2 separate regions of the Sus scrofa genome follow, and region 2 is linked to region 1. A link is a contact called in public HiChIP or PLAC-seq data. All regions are on one chromosome and are shown on one strand. Each heading gives the region's core, a stretch centred on a gene start, on an enhancer-like site or on the middle of the called end of the contact. The rest is flanking DNA. Distances are from core to core; before and after follow the strand shown.

Region 1 (5,476 bases), core at 828-3,327:
AGCTACACCACCAGATCCGAGCCACATCTGTAACCTACACCACAGCTCATGGCAATGCTGGATCCTTAACCCACTGATCGAGGCCAGGGATCGAACCCCCATCCTCATGGATACCAGTCGGGTTCATTACTGCTGAGCCAAACGGGAACTCCTCCATCTCTTTCTGTCTCTCTGTGTCTTTCTCTCTTTCCCTGTCTCTCCCATTTGATTCTTTTCTTCCCTTTTATTTAGTATCAGGTGTGGGTCTGCCTGCTGACTGTGATCCCTGTGTAATGGTGCATTGAGAGCAGGCAAGGAGGTGGGTGTGCGGTGGGGCTGGTGGTGCTTGTCTGCTGTGTGACTGCCTCTTCCCAGGGAAGCTTCGTCAGGGGGCTTTTCCTGAGGTTTCACATGCTTAATTTTTGACTTGATCTGCAAAGGGTTTTCCGGAATCCCATGAGCAGAGGACATGCAACATGGAGGGCTTCAGACTGACGTTTCCCTGTGGGCCAAGGTGCTCTGAAAGGGGGTGGGATCTCTGGAAATGATTCCCAGGCTAACTCAGGGGGACAGGAATGCAAGTTGAAAACTAGGGTCTGCACAAGCGATTCCAAAATAAGAACATCAGCACCATAAAGGCAGGGCTTTCTTCTTCATCCTGGAAATAGCCTCATGTCATTTTGGGAAACAGGGGAGTTTGAGTCAAAAAATGATGCAATATCCATCTTATCCCTCAACAAGTACAGCATAGTGCTTTGCCCATGGCTGGTGTCCAATAAATGTATGTTAAATGAAATCACGTATTAATGGAGAACATCACTGAAACGCTCCTTTAACTTGCCATGTATGTGCTGTGGGTGGCCCTGCATCCCAGGTCCAAAACTTTTGTTTTTTTTTTTTAAAAAGCAAACAAAAAACAACGACAACAACAAAAAAAACCATTGATGGGTTTAGGCTTTCGGGTAACCATTTCAGCCTCCTCTTGGGTCCTTATTGCTTTGCCCTTGGCCATTGGGAGAACTGAGTGTGCCAAGTGGTCATGCATCACACAGGTGGCTGGGTCAGTCCTGGGAGAGACTGGGGGCAGGGGACAGCTGTTGTTTTCCCTGCCGGCAGCTGGCCTGTTCAGAGTGGTCATTCTCATTGACTTTGTATTTTAATTTTTCTTTCATTATAAGTGCAAGACCTTCTGGTCGAAAGCCATGCCCACGCTCTGTGGTTCATCCTGATTCTGGAAAGTGAACATTATCTCAGCTCTGGAGTTTCTCTTCTTGGTGCATCTCACAGTGAGCTCTCCATGGGCTCCAGGAGTCCAAGACTCCTGTCGGCAGGCTGGGCTTGTCTGCTTTCCTTCAAAGCTCATTTGTATTGTATGTAGTGACGCCAAAGAGGGAAAATGAAAAGCAGGAAAGAAGGGAAAATGGCTCAGAAGCTTGACAATCCAGGTAGAATCATAAATATACATTCAAAAAAAATAAAACACTGAAAGTACAGCGTCCTTTATATTTTGGGGGGTTTTTTTGGCTGCATCCATGGCACGTGGAAGTTTCTAGGCCAGGGATTGAACCTGAGCCACAGCAGTAACAATGCCAGATATTTAACCTACTCAGCTACCAGACAGAGAACTCCCTATAATTTAGTTTTTTTCCACTGGCATTTCATGACCCTTCTGGAGCTCATGATTGGAGCTATTACTTATACTTAAATTCAAGGAAGCTATAGGTAAATAATTTCATTTTTTAATAAATAACCCTACATTATCTGGCACAGATAAAAATTGTGCCAGGATAAAGTCCTGAAATGTTTTACATCTGAAAGCACTCACAAAGTACAGAAACTTCGCCCCAGGGCTGTGGTTCAGCAGGTCTTTGTTCGGCACAGTAGGGGAAAGATAAGGCATTCTGTACTTTGGGTGGGCAAGGGTGTCTTAGGATCTCCATGGAGACCTCCCCTCTGGTGGACTGCTGCTGTGCACTTCCTTTTTCTTTTTTGGCCTCTCTGCAATATGTGGAATTCCCAGGCCAGGGATCAGATCTGAGCTGCAGTTGCAACCTAAGCCACAGCTGCAGCAATACCGGATCCCTAACCCACTGTGGGCTGGGGATGGAACTTTCATCCCAGTACTCCTAAGACCGCCCATCCCAGCACCACAGCAGGAACTCCCCCATGCTGTGCACTTCTAAAGCCCTGCTTGAGGCCAAAAAGGAGAACTTTGGAGTTTTCAAACACTTAACACAACAGTGTCTATTGACCAGGAATGCTCTCTCTCTGGACCTCCTTACTTTTGCCGTCCTTCTCCCCCTTACCTTGAAGGGACCATGGGGCTGCTACTCTAAACAAAAGAAGGATGTGTGAGTGTATAAGTCCAAAATGTAACTATTTTTAATTGGTGCAACTAGTCTAATTCTCTATTGGTCATCTGGATGGTTTGTGAGATTTCATACGAGAAAACTTGAATATCCCATTTTTCCTTTGTGTATGGTCACATCTTTGTTCCGAAAAGATTCTACATTTTCTTAGATTTCTCTAGAAATTGTGTGATGTATGCACATTTTGCAAAAGATATTAACTCCTGATTTATTCAAAATTTCTTTTTATAATTAAAAAGTAAAGTTAATTTTAAAATTTAAGTTCTTGACAAGGCAAAGATAAGTAAGTATATAAATAAACCAAAACCCCACAGGATCCCTAATGTGCCACAGTCTATTTGTCTTTTGATTGTGTAGAAAAGGAGCTGTTTCACATCCACCACTGCTCCCTACATGGCATGGGGTATTTAGTAGTAAATAACTAGGAAGCCATTTCATCCACAGGTGGGTATTAGATTAAATCACAGTGGGTGATTTATTTTGTTTTGTTTTTTAAACAATTGCTTCGTCCCACGGCTTTTTTCCTCTGAAAAAATACAGCATGCATTTAAGAGTTCCTTTGCCACTTCCTTCCCCAGGCCCCGGCTGTGTTCTCACACTGGGAAAATCCCACGTTCCATTTTCTGATGTTACACGTTTTCCCTTTAGTCTTTTCCAAGTCCCCATCACTAACAGTGTATCTTGTTGTCTGCCACTAAAATTTAAGAATATGTCATAAATTAAGAATGGTTCTACATTGCCTCTTATCTGACTAGCATCTGTGGGTGTCAGCTGCCAACAAGTAGCTCGGGTGTCTGGGCCGCTCCTGAATGCTCACATGCTGACACACTCTCTTCTGATAAAAGGTACCTTCAAATATGCATGCGACTTTCAATAATAAATTTTGTATGCTTGAACACTCCCTGTAAGAGAATCACTTGACCTAATAAAGTGACTTGGTTGAGACTTTGAAAAAGCTGAATATAAATATCTCTGGAAATTATAGAGTAAACATAAATACTTCACTCTGAGCATTTTCCGGATGTTTATGACCACATTTGTGAAATCTGAGCTTATTCAGAGGAAGGGCAGTGGGGTGGGGGTTGGGGCGCTATTAGTCACACGGGATCCTCCCAGGGGAGAGACTGCAAACTAATAGCTCCCCCCAACATGGCTTCACAGGGGATAAAGGAAGGATTTATTCTTTTAGTTCTTATCTAATCAGCTACCCTTGTTTTGATGATATGTGTACAGACCTCATCTAAAAAAAATCTATGTCCGAGTTCAGATATATCTTGTTAAGACTGTCATGTTCAAACAGAACACATATTATGTTCTTCAGAGAGACAGTATGTCTGTCTGTGTAGGTGATAAGAACTGAAATCAAAGCATTGCCAATCTTATATTTTAATGGAATATTTTATTCTATTTCTATGCAAGGTGCTAAAAAATATATATCTAAACTGACAGTTATAATGAGTGAAGTATTTATTTTATTACTTTAAAGCTACCATTGCAGAGAAGACTTAGTATGTAGTGGTGGTAGGGGAGAAGGTGGTGGTGGTGGTGGTGCTGCTGCTGCTGGTGATGGTGCTGGTGGTGAAAGTGGTGAAGGCTGAACCCAAGACATGTTATGGAGAATGCTCAAGTCCTTCTTCAAGGTCAAGAGCTGACTCTCCCCTCATGCACATTCCTTTTTATTTTTGTACAGCTCCGAAGCTCATGAAGAGAAAAGAACATGGTACATATACCATTTTCTTAATGCAGTTTCACATTTGCTCTTTTACTCCACTGCCTTTAATTTTATAATGAGATCTTGATTCCAAGTTTCATATAAATGATGAACTATCATTAATTGATTAGGATCCACTGAGTCAGCATCTTTTTTCTGTCCTCCTGCTTGTCTGAAGGATCAGAAAGTGGGATGGTTAACAGAGGAGTCACTGAGGGTTGGATGGGAGGGGTGTGTTGCAGATTAATTGGGATGAGCACTCACTTCATAGTGCTGAGAGGAGTTGCATTCTATCAACAATTTCCAAGACTTCCTCCAGTGTGTCTCTGGGGTAGTACGATCTCTCCCTCCCCTGTTCCCTCTCTCTGCAAAACAGAGCTTCAATAACGAGAACAAATCTGACTCCTTGCCTTCTCCTGATCTTAATTCTGTACTTTTGAGCACCATCCCTCGCTGCTGGCTTTGCATTCTCCCATCTTCTGCTGAAATGCTTGGGATGCTAGAAATCATTTGGAATTAGTAGCTGTGCTCTGTTTCTGACCTGGTGGACCACAAATGCCCACATCTACCACAGCTGGCAGGCGGTGGCGGTTTATTTTGGGGCTGGTATAAGAGGCTGTGTCCGAAGGCTGTGAGGGTCAGTTAGGGGATTTTTCATGTAATGTGATGTGGCCTCAACTCTTGTCTCCTTGCCCAGACTGCACTCTAGAAGCTCAACCCAAATATGTTAGAGGTGGGAAGCGCTATGGACGGAGATCCTTACCCGAGTTTCAAGAATCCGTGGAGGAGTTTGCAGAGGTGACAGTGATTGAGCCACTAGATGAGGAAGCACGGCCTTCACACATCCCAGCCAGCGACCGAAGTGAGGTAAGACCTTGGGCAGTGCATCCACCTGGACCACAGACGTGGCTACCCATGGGTACCCGCATCACTGTGGAGCAGAGGCAGGAGAAGTAAGGGACTATGTAGCTTTTCTCAACCCTTTTTTTCAACTACTTGCTAATCTGATGACTTGCTTTTTGGACATGTAGGACTACTGATCCCATTGTAGGAAGGGAGAGTTTCATTTCTGTTTCAACTTTTGGAGAGCCGACATGACATTTTCTGTGCCTGCTTTATGTTTGTACATTTTGAGTTCAGTCAGTTTTATGTTATCTGGGGTCTGCCACTTCTGCCTCTTGGAAATCTCTCTCTCCTCCATGGCACTGTCATTTTAAATTACGGACGAAGCTAACCAGCTCCCTCCCCCTGAACTATAATACAGGTCCGTTACAGGTAGGAAATGAAAGCACTGTGTTTAGGCATTTTGAGAGCCAGCATCTCATCTTGTGGTGGAGTAAAGCAGCTTTGCGACTTCGTCCTTGTTGCAGCGCTCAGCACTTGGCAGGGATCTTACTGGCTCTGTGGCTCCAGGCGT
Region 2 (6,060 bases), core at 3,439-5,938, 67 kb before region 1:
TGAGTGTTTTGTTTGTTTGTTTGTTTGTTTTTTGTTTTTTCCTTTTAGGGCTGCTGTACTGAGGCATATGAGTTTGTAGGTAGGGATTGAATTAGAGCTACATCTGCCCACCTACACCACAGCCAGAGCAACACCAGATCCAAGCCACATCTGAGACCTACACCACAGCACTCAGTATCACCAAATCCTTAACCCACTGAGCGAGGCCAAGGATCGAACCCACATCCTCATGGATACTATTCAGATTTGTTTCCACTGCACCACAACGGGGAAACTCCCTTATCTGAGATCTTAATGATAAAGACTTGAAAGTAGACTTCCAACCAGAAGGAATAGTAAGTTCAAAGTCACCCAGGTGTGGGAGTTCCTGTCAGACACAGCTCAGGTCCTGCGTTGCTGTGGCTGTGGTGCAGGCTGGCAGCTGTAGCTCGATTTGACCCCTATTTGGGAACCTCCGTATTCCATGGGTGTAGCCCTAAAAAAGCAAAGAAAAAAAAGTCACCCAGTTGAGAACACAGGCTTGATGTGTTCAAGACCCAGCAAGAAGCCAGGGACAATGGGATGGGATAGGAGGCAAGGTGGGAGAAGTAGGCAAGGGCTCACTTACACAGGTTTATGTCTCTTGCCTCTCAAGATGTGGTACATGACTAACAGCATCAGCAGTACCTGAGAGTTTGTTTAAAATGACTCCCAATCTTGATTTTCCTGCTTTCACAGCTAAAGGTGTCTGTGAAAGCAGACAAATTTCAGATGGCATACATCTGTCTTCAGTAAAGACCACTTCTCCTGGATAAAGATGATGCAGTACACATAAACAAGAAAATACTCTTCAGCCATAAAAAAGAATGAAATAATACCATTTGCAGCAATGTGGATGGACCTAGAGATTACCAAACTAATTCTGTAAGTCAGAAAGAGAAAGACAAGTATCATATGACATCATTTATATGTACAATCTAAAATATGACAAAACTGAATTTATGAAACAGAAACGGACTCACAGACATAGAGAACAGATCTGTGGTTGCTGGGGGGTCAGGGAGGGGGGGAGTTGGGGGAGGGAGGGACTGAGAGTTCATAATTAGCAGATGCAAGTATTATATATAGAATGGATAAGGTCCTACCATGTAGCACAAGGAACTAGATTTAATAGCCTGTGTGTGATAAACCATAATGGAAAAGATATACAAAAATATGTGTGTGTATCTCAATCGCTTTGCCGTACGGCAGAAATTAACACAATGTTGTAAATCAACTCTATTTCAATTTTAAAAAAAAAGACCACTTTTCCAAATCTCCCCTGCAGATAGTTGTGGCCATGTGACATAAAGGGAGTCATAGATGTGACTTCCTAGAAGTGTCACTGAAGGATGTACTTTCCTCTTTCCTATTCTCTGGAATACAAATTTAAAGGGTGCTTCTCCAGCTGTTATCTTGGACCATGAATTGTCTTTGAGGATGGAAGCTACTCAAGGCCAAACAGCAAGCAGAGAGCCTGTGTCCCTCCCTCCAAGAGGCCTTACCCAGCCTGAACTGACTGTCAGACTCCTGAATATGAGGAAAAAAGAAATGTCCATTTTTTTTAGGCCACCAATAATTTGGATTTTTCTGTTACTTCCAGATGAACTCAATCCCAAGTAATTCACACTCTATATCATGATTTCTCTTGTAGATCTGTACATTTCCCCCTACCTTTAAGTAAAATCAGCAATCCAAGAAGACATGCCATATTTATCCTGTAGCTTTAAATAACTCCCACTAAGCCCTAACCTACCCCCAACACTCATACACAAACGAAGCAGCATGGTCCCAGCTGGACAGTGACAGGGAGGGTGGACACAGCAGTGGTCAGTGGCAGAGGCAAGGGCACAAATCTACAAGTCCACACGAGCTCCAGGTCTTCTGTTGCTTCTCTTCTGCTGGCACTTGGGGAAATGGACCCCTCCAGGCTGAACTGCTGAGCCTCAAGTCTCAGTGGCATTGGTTCCCCACCCCAACTCTAAAACATCTAAAATTGTTAAACAGATCTCCTGCTCTGTTGAAGAGATTTCAACCTAGACTGATTAAGGTGAACACTTCACACCAGGTCTCTATACCTAGAAAGATTCTATTATTTGAAGAACTGGAAGACTGACCAATAGGCAGCTCTACCAATAGCCCTCAGAGCTACCTCCAGTAAAGACACAATGAAAACAGTGTGCTTAAATGCCAGTGCAACCTCAGCACATTCCCTCCAGCACCCACATTCAATCAGATAGTTACCCCCAAACTCCTTCTATAGAGATTCTGGAGTCCCTGATGCCCAGGTTTTCAGCTGCCTTTGCAGATGTTGCCTGGCATCGTCTCTTAGAATTAAATATCCACAGATGTGCCAAAACTGGATACCACAGAGATACAGGGAAGACTTTGGTCAGAGCATTTTAAACAGCCAGAAATGCTGGACTTGTATCTGAGTTTGTTTCCCATAGTTTCTGCCTTCCCCTCCAGGGAGGTAAAGCTGGTCTTGACCTTAGTTCCCAGGAGGCTCAGATCAGTGACTGAAGGAATTAGAAAACATGACAAATGTTCCACCAAGAGGTCTTCTTTAGTAATGCTGGCTGCCAATTCACACCATGCTCTTCACAACTCTCCTTTGGGAATAAGTATGGGGTGTGGGTCTAAGATACCCAATAGGTCCATGTGGGCACTGAATTTAACCAAAATTGTTTGATTGCCTTGAGGAGGTGAAACTTGAGCCCTCTCCCTCTCCTGGATTAAACAATGAGCAGTCAGTAAGCACTCAGGAAGCACTGAAGGTTACTTTAGCAGGTGGCTGTGGGAAGTGAATTCAAAGCTGCCATTGCAGTATAGGGAGATTCCAGGATGAGTATGGGGAGCAAGTAGCCATCAACTCCAGGCAGGCCATGTGGAAGAGGAGACTGCTGCAACCTTTGTGCATAAGGGATCAGCATCTTGATCTATTCAAAATGGAAGGTGTTTTCCAAATTCCATCCAGGAAAACATGATATTCTATGTGGTCTCAGTTTCTGTAGAGCAAGAAGCAATTCAGATAAACTACATGGATGAGCAAGAAACAGGAAGAGTTGGTGCTTAATACAAACCCACAGAGTTGGTCTAGTTCATATCAAAATGGGGATCTAATCTCCCCACTGGAGACAAAGGTATAAGGTGAGCACAGGAAAGTGTGTGTGTTTGAGCCACACCTCAGAAATTATCTTGGAGTTCCCATCATGGCTCAGCAGAAACAAATCCAACTAGGAACTATGAGGCTGTGGATTGGATCCCTGGCCTTGCTCAGTGGGTTAAGGATCTGATGTTACTGTGGCTGTGGTGTAGGCCGGTATCTGTAGCTCCAATTTGACCCCTATCCTGGGAACCTCCATCTGCCGCAGGTGCAGCCCTAAAAAGTAAAAAAAAAAAAAAAAAAAGGAAAAAAAAAAAGCAAGAAAAAGAAAGAAATTATCTCACATCAGAGACTATGCAAACTTTCAATCATCCTGAACATAAGCTTTTTAATCAAAGCTATAAAATAAAATCTAATGCACATCGATGAATAAATCATGTGGTTTCTCTTGAAGGGGTATCATTAATAGGACTTACATCACTATGCTCATTACCACTTCCTCTAGGGATTAAATTTATCCTTTCAGGAAGGAGACAATGAATTGAAAAAAACAAGAGAGAGAAAGAGAAAGGACCGTATAATGATGTTTTCCAAAGTAAAAGACTTGTTGAACATTCACCTGGGTTTCATAGCTCTCACTAATAAGCCAGAACATTGCTTTAATTCTATACTGTTTATTGCCACGGGAGCCAACAGACTGGTAGAGGTTTTCTACACTTTTATTTGCCAAACAGAAAACTGTGTTGTGATGTTTAGATGAGACACACGGGGGCAGCAGTGAGCTGACCAGGAGATAGAAGAATGGTGACACTTTTGAAGCAGAAAGCTTGACTCTAGACATTGAGATGCTGGCCAAGCTCTATTTAAAATCATTTAAACCAAAGAGAAACATTTCTTCAACTCTAAAATTAAATTTTAGAAGAATTTACTGTTCTGGCATGTTTTCTGCTCTCCATGAGTGCTTAATATCCTTACTTCCTAAATGTTTTTTTCTATTGACAATTATTTTTTCAATCTATTTAAATCTTATTTATTTATCTATCTATCTATCTGTCTGTCTATCTGTCTATCTTTCTAGGGTCCCACCTGTGCCATAAGGAAGTTCCCAGGCTAGGGGTCTATCTGAGCTGCAGCTGTCGGCCTACACCACAGCCCCAGCAAAGCTGGATCCCAGCCGTGTCTGTGACCTACACCAGAGCTCACTGCAACGTAGGATTCTTAACCCAACTGAGCGAGGCCAGGGATTGAACCTTCGTCTTCGTGGATACTAGTCGGCTTGGTTAAGGCTGAGCCACAACGGGAGCTCCAGGAGTTTGATCATTTTAAAGCTGAGACACTTTTTCCTGACCAATCCAAGTTGAAGCCCGGGGCAGGGCAAGATATCCCAGCACCAGGGACAAAGGAAGCAAACCCGGGCAGCTAGCACCACTTTTGTGGGGAGCCCACTCTAACTCGGAGCTGACAACATTGTTAAGAGTAGCAAGCCAGTGCCTGGGGCTCTCTTTTTAAATGGGGGCGGAGGAGCGGTGGGGGGAGGACACAGCGGCACTTCCTCTTCCTCTTCCTCTCCAGAGACTATTCATTTCATTCCCGCCCATCTGAAAACTGAAGAACTCCGCAGACCCTCAGACCCGCAGACCCGTAGGGGGTTCGCTTTCACTGCAGGAAGAGATGCTGTAAACAGAGGTACACAGCCAATCCATCTTCACACCCGGAAATGAGACGGCAGTGAGACAGGCCTAGAAGCAAAGCTGGTGATTGCTGCGGTGGGTGTTCACTGAGGGCAGGCTGGTCCTCCCGAAGGTGGTGTAGGATCTGGAGGAGGGAGGCAGGGAGGGTCTGGGCTCTTCCCCACGTGGCCCCAGAACTGCCTGGCAAGGAGCCACTGGGCCAGACCCTCCCGCTCCGCACGACCGGAGGCCTTTGTCAAGCTGTGTGGCTGGGTATTATTTTCAGGCTCAGCCGGGGCTGCCCTCCTGCTCCTGGGCTTGCCCGTCGATGCGCAGCTGTTTCTTCTGCTTTCCAAAGCCCAAGCCTACAGGTGCTCTGCCTCCCTCTGCCTTTGGCCGTTACAAGTTATAAGAGTAATAGTAGCTTTAAAGAGAGGGGATTGGGGAGGTTGCCAGGGGCTTAGAGTCCTCCCCTGCCGCAGCCAGCCCTCTGTCCCTCTGTCCTTCATCCTCCCTTCACAGACCTCCAATCCGAGCATTTCTTTTTTCTTTCTTTCTTTTTTTTTTTTCTTAGGGGCACACCTGTGGTGTATGGAAGTTCCCAGGCTAGGAGTCGAATCAGAGCTACAGCTGCCTGGCAACACCACAGCTCACAGCAACACTGGATCCTATTGAGTGAGGCCAGGGATCCAGTCTGTATCCTCATGGATACTAGTTGGGTTAACTCACTGAGCCACAACAAGAACTCCCTGTCTGAGCATTTCTAAACCGAAGGATCCTGGCTCAGGAAAGGCAGTCTCATTTTCACTGGGCACTCACCTGCTGAGAAGCCAACCTGAAGAGTGGAGCCCAGACTCCAAAGCCTGCCCTCCCCTCTGCTCCCACCGTTCCTTGGATGTGTTCTATTTGAAATAGTTTCTTTTTCCATAATTATTATTATTTTTTAAACAGTGTGTTTATTGCAGTATTTCTATCTAGTGTTTCTCTGGAGAAATCTAGACTTATTTTATGATTGTGCTTTTCTGAGTGTGGTTGCAGCCCTATGAGATATGCCTGTAGGTCCCTGTGTGTATTTTGACATCTGCACCAAAGCAGAGGTTACCTGTGGGGAGTAGGACTGGGTCAGTTGATGCTGCTTTGCTTTTTTACTTTCTACCGCTCGGTTTTGTTTAATCTTTTCCCAGGAGATGAATTGTTTTGTAATGTTTAAAAAGAGAGGAATGAGGACAGCTCTAACTATAGTCAGGGCCACTGGCATGTTGGCCA

The links. HiChIP or PLAC-seq counts read pairs in DNA pulled down with a chosen protein or histone mark.
Region 2: a contact with region 1 is called in an H3K27ac HiChIP or PLAC-seq map of alveolar macrophages. The contact joins the promoter of NIN here to the enhancer-like site in region 1. A contact is called at or near these places in 7 of 47 Hi-C or Micro-C datasets (alveolar macrophages, embryonic fibroblasts, fibroblasts and 2 more) and 2 of 2 datasets of contacts at active chromatin or transcription factors (alveolar macrophages and skeletal muscle).

The regions. Positions count from the first base shown.
Region 1 is chr1:180,551,297-180,556,772 of Sscrofa11.1, reverse strand. NIN (ninein) reads left to right here. Exons shown (of 34, transcript XR_002346861.1): 6 at 3,104-3,193; 7 at 4,039-4,068; 8 at 4,757-4,926. Among named protein-coding and RNA genes, the nearest start is that of NIN, 68 kb to the left of the region's middle. Within about 2 kb of position 2,077, at least 5 of the 83 cell types and tissues checked have an H3K27ac peak or open chromatin away from gene starts, as enhancers often do. A contact at or near this core is called in alveolar macrophages and retroperitoneal adipose tissue, where this site is marked.
Region 2 is chr1:180,620,603-180,626,662 of Sscrofa11.1, reverse strand. NIN (ninein) reads left to right here and starts at 4,688. Exons shown (of 34, transcript XR_002346861.1): 1 at 4,688-4,890.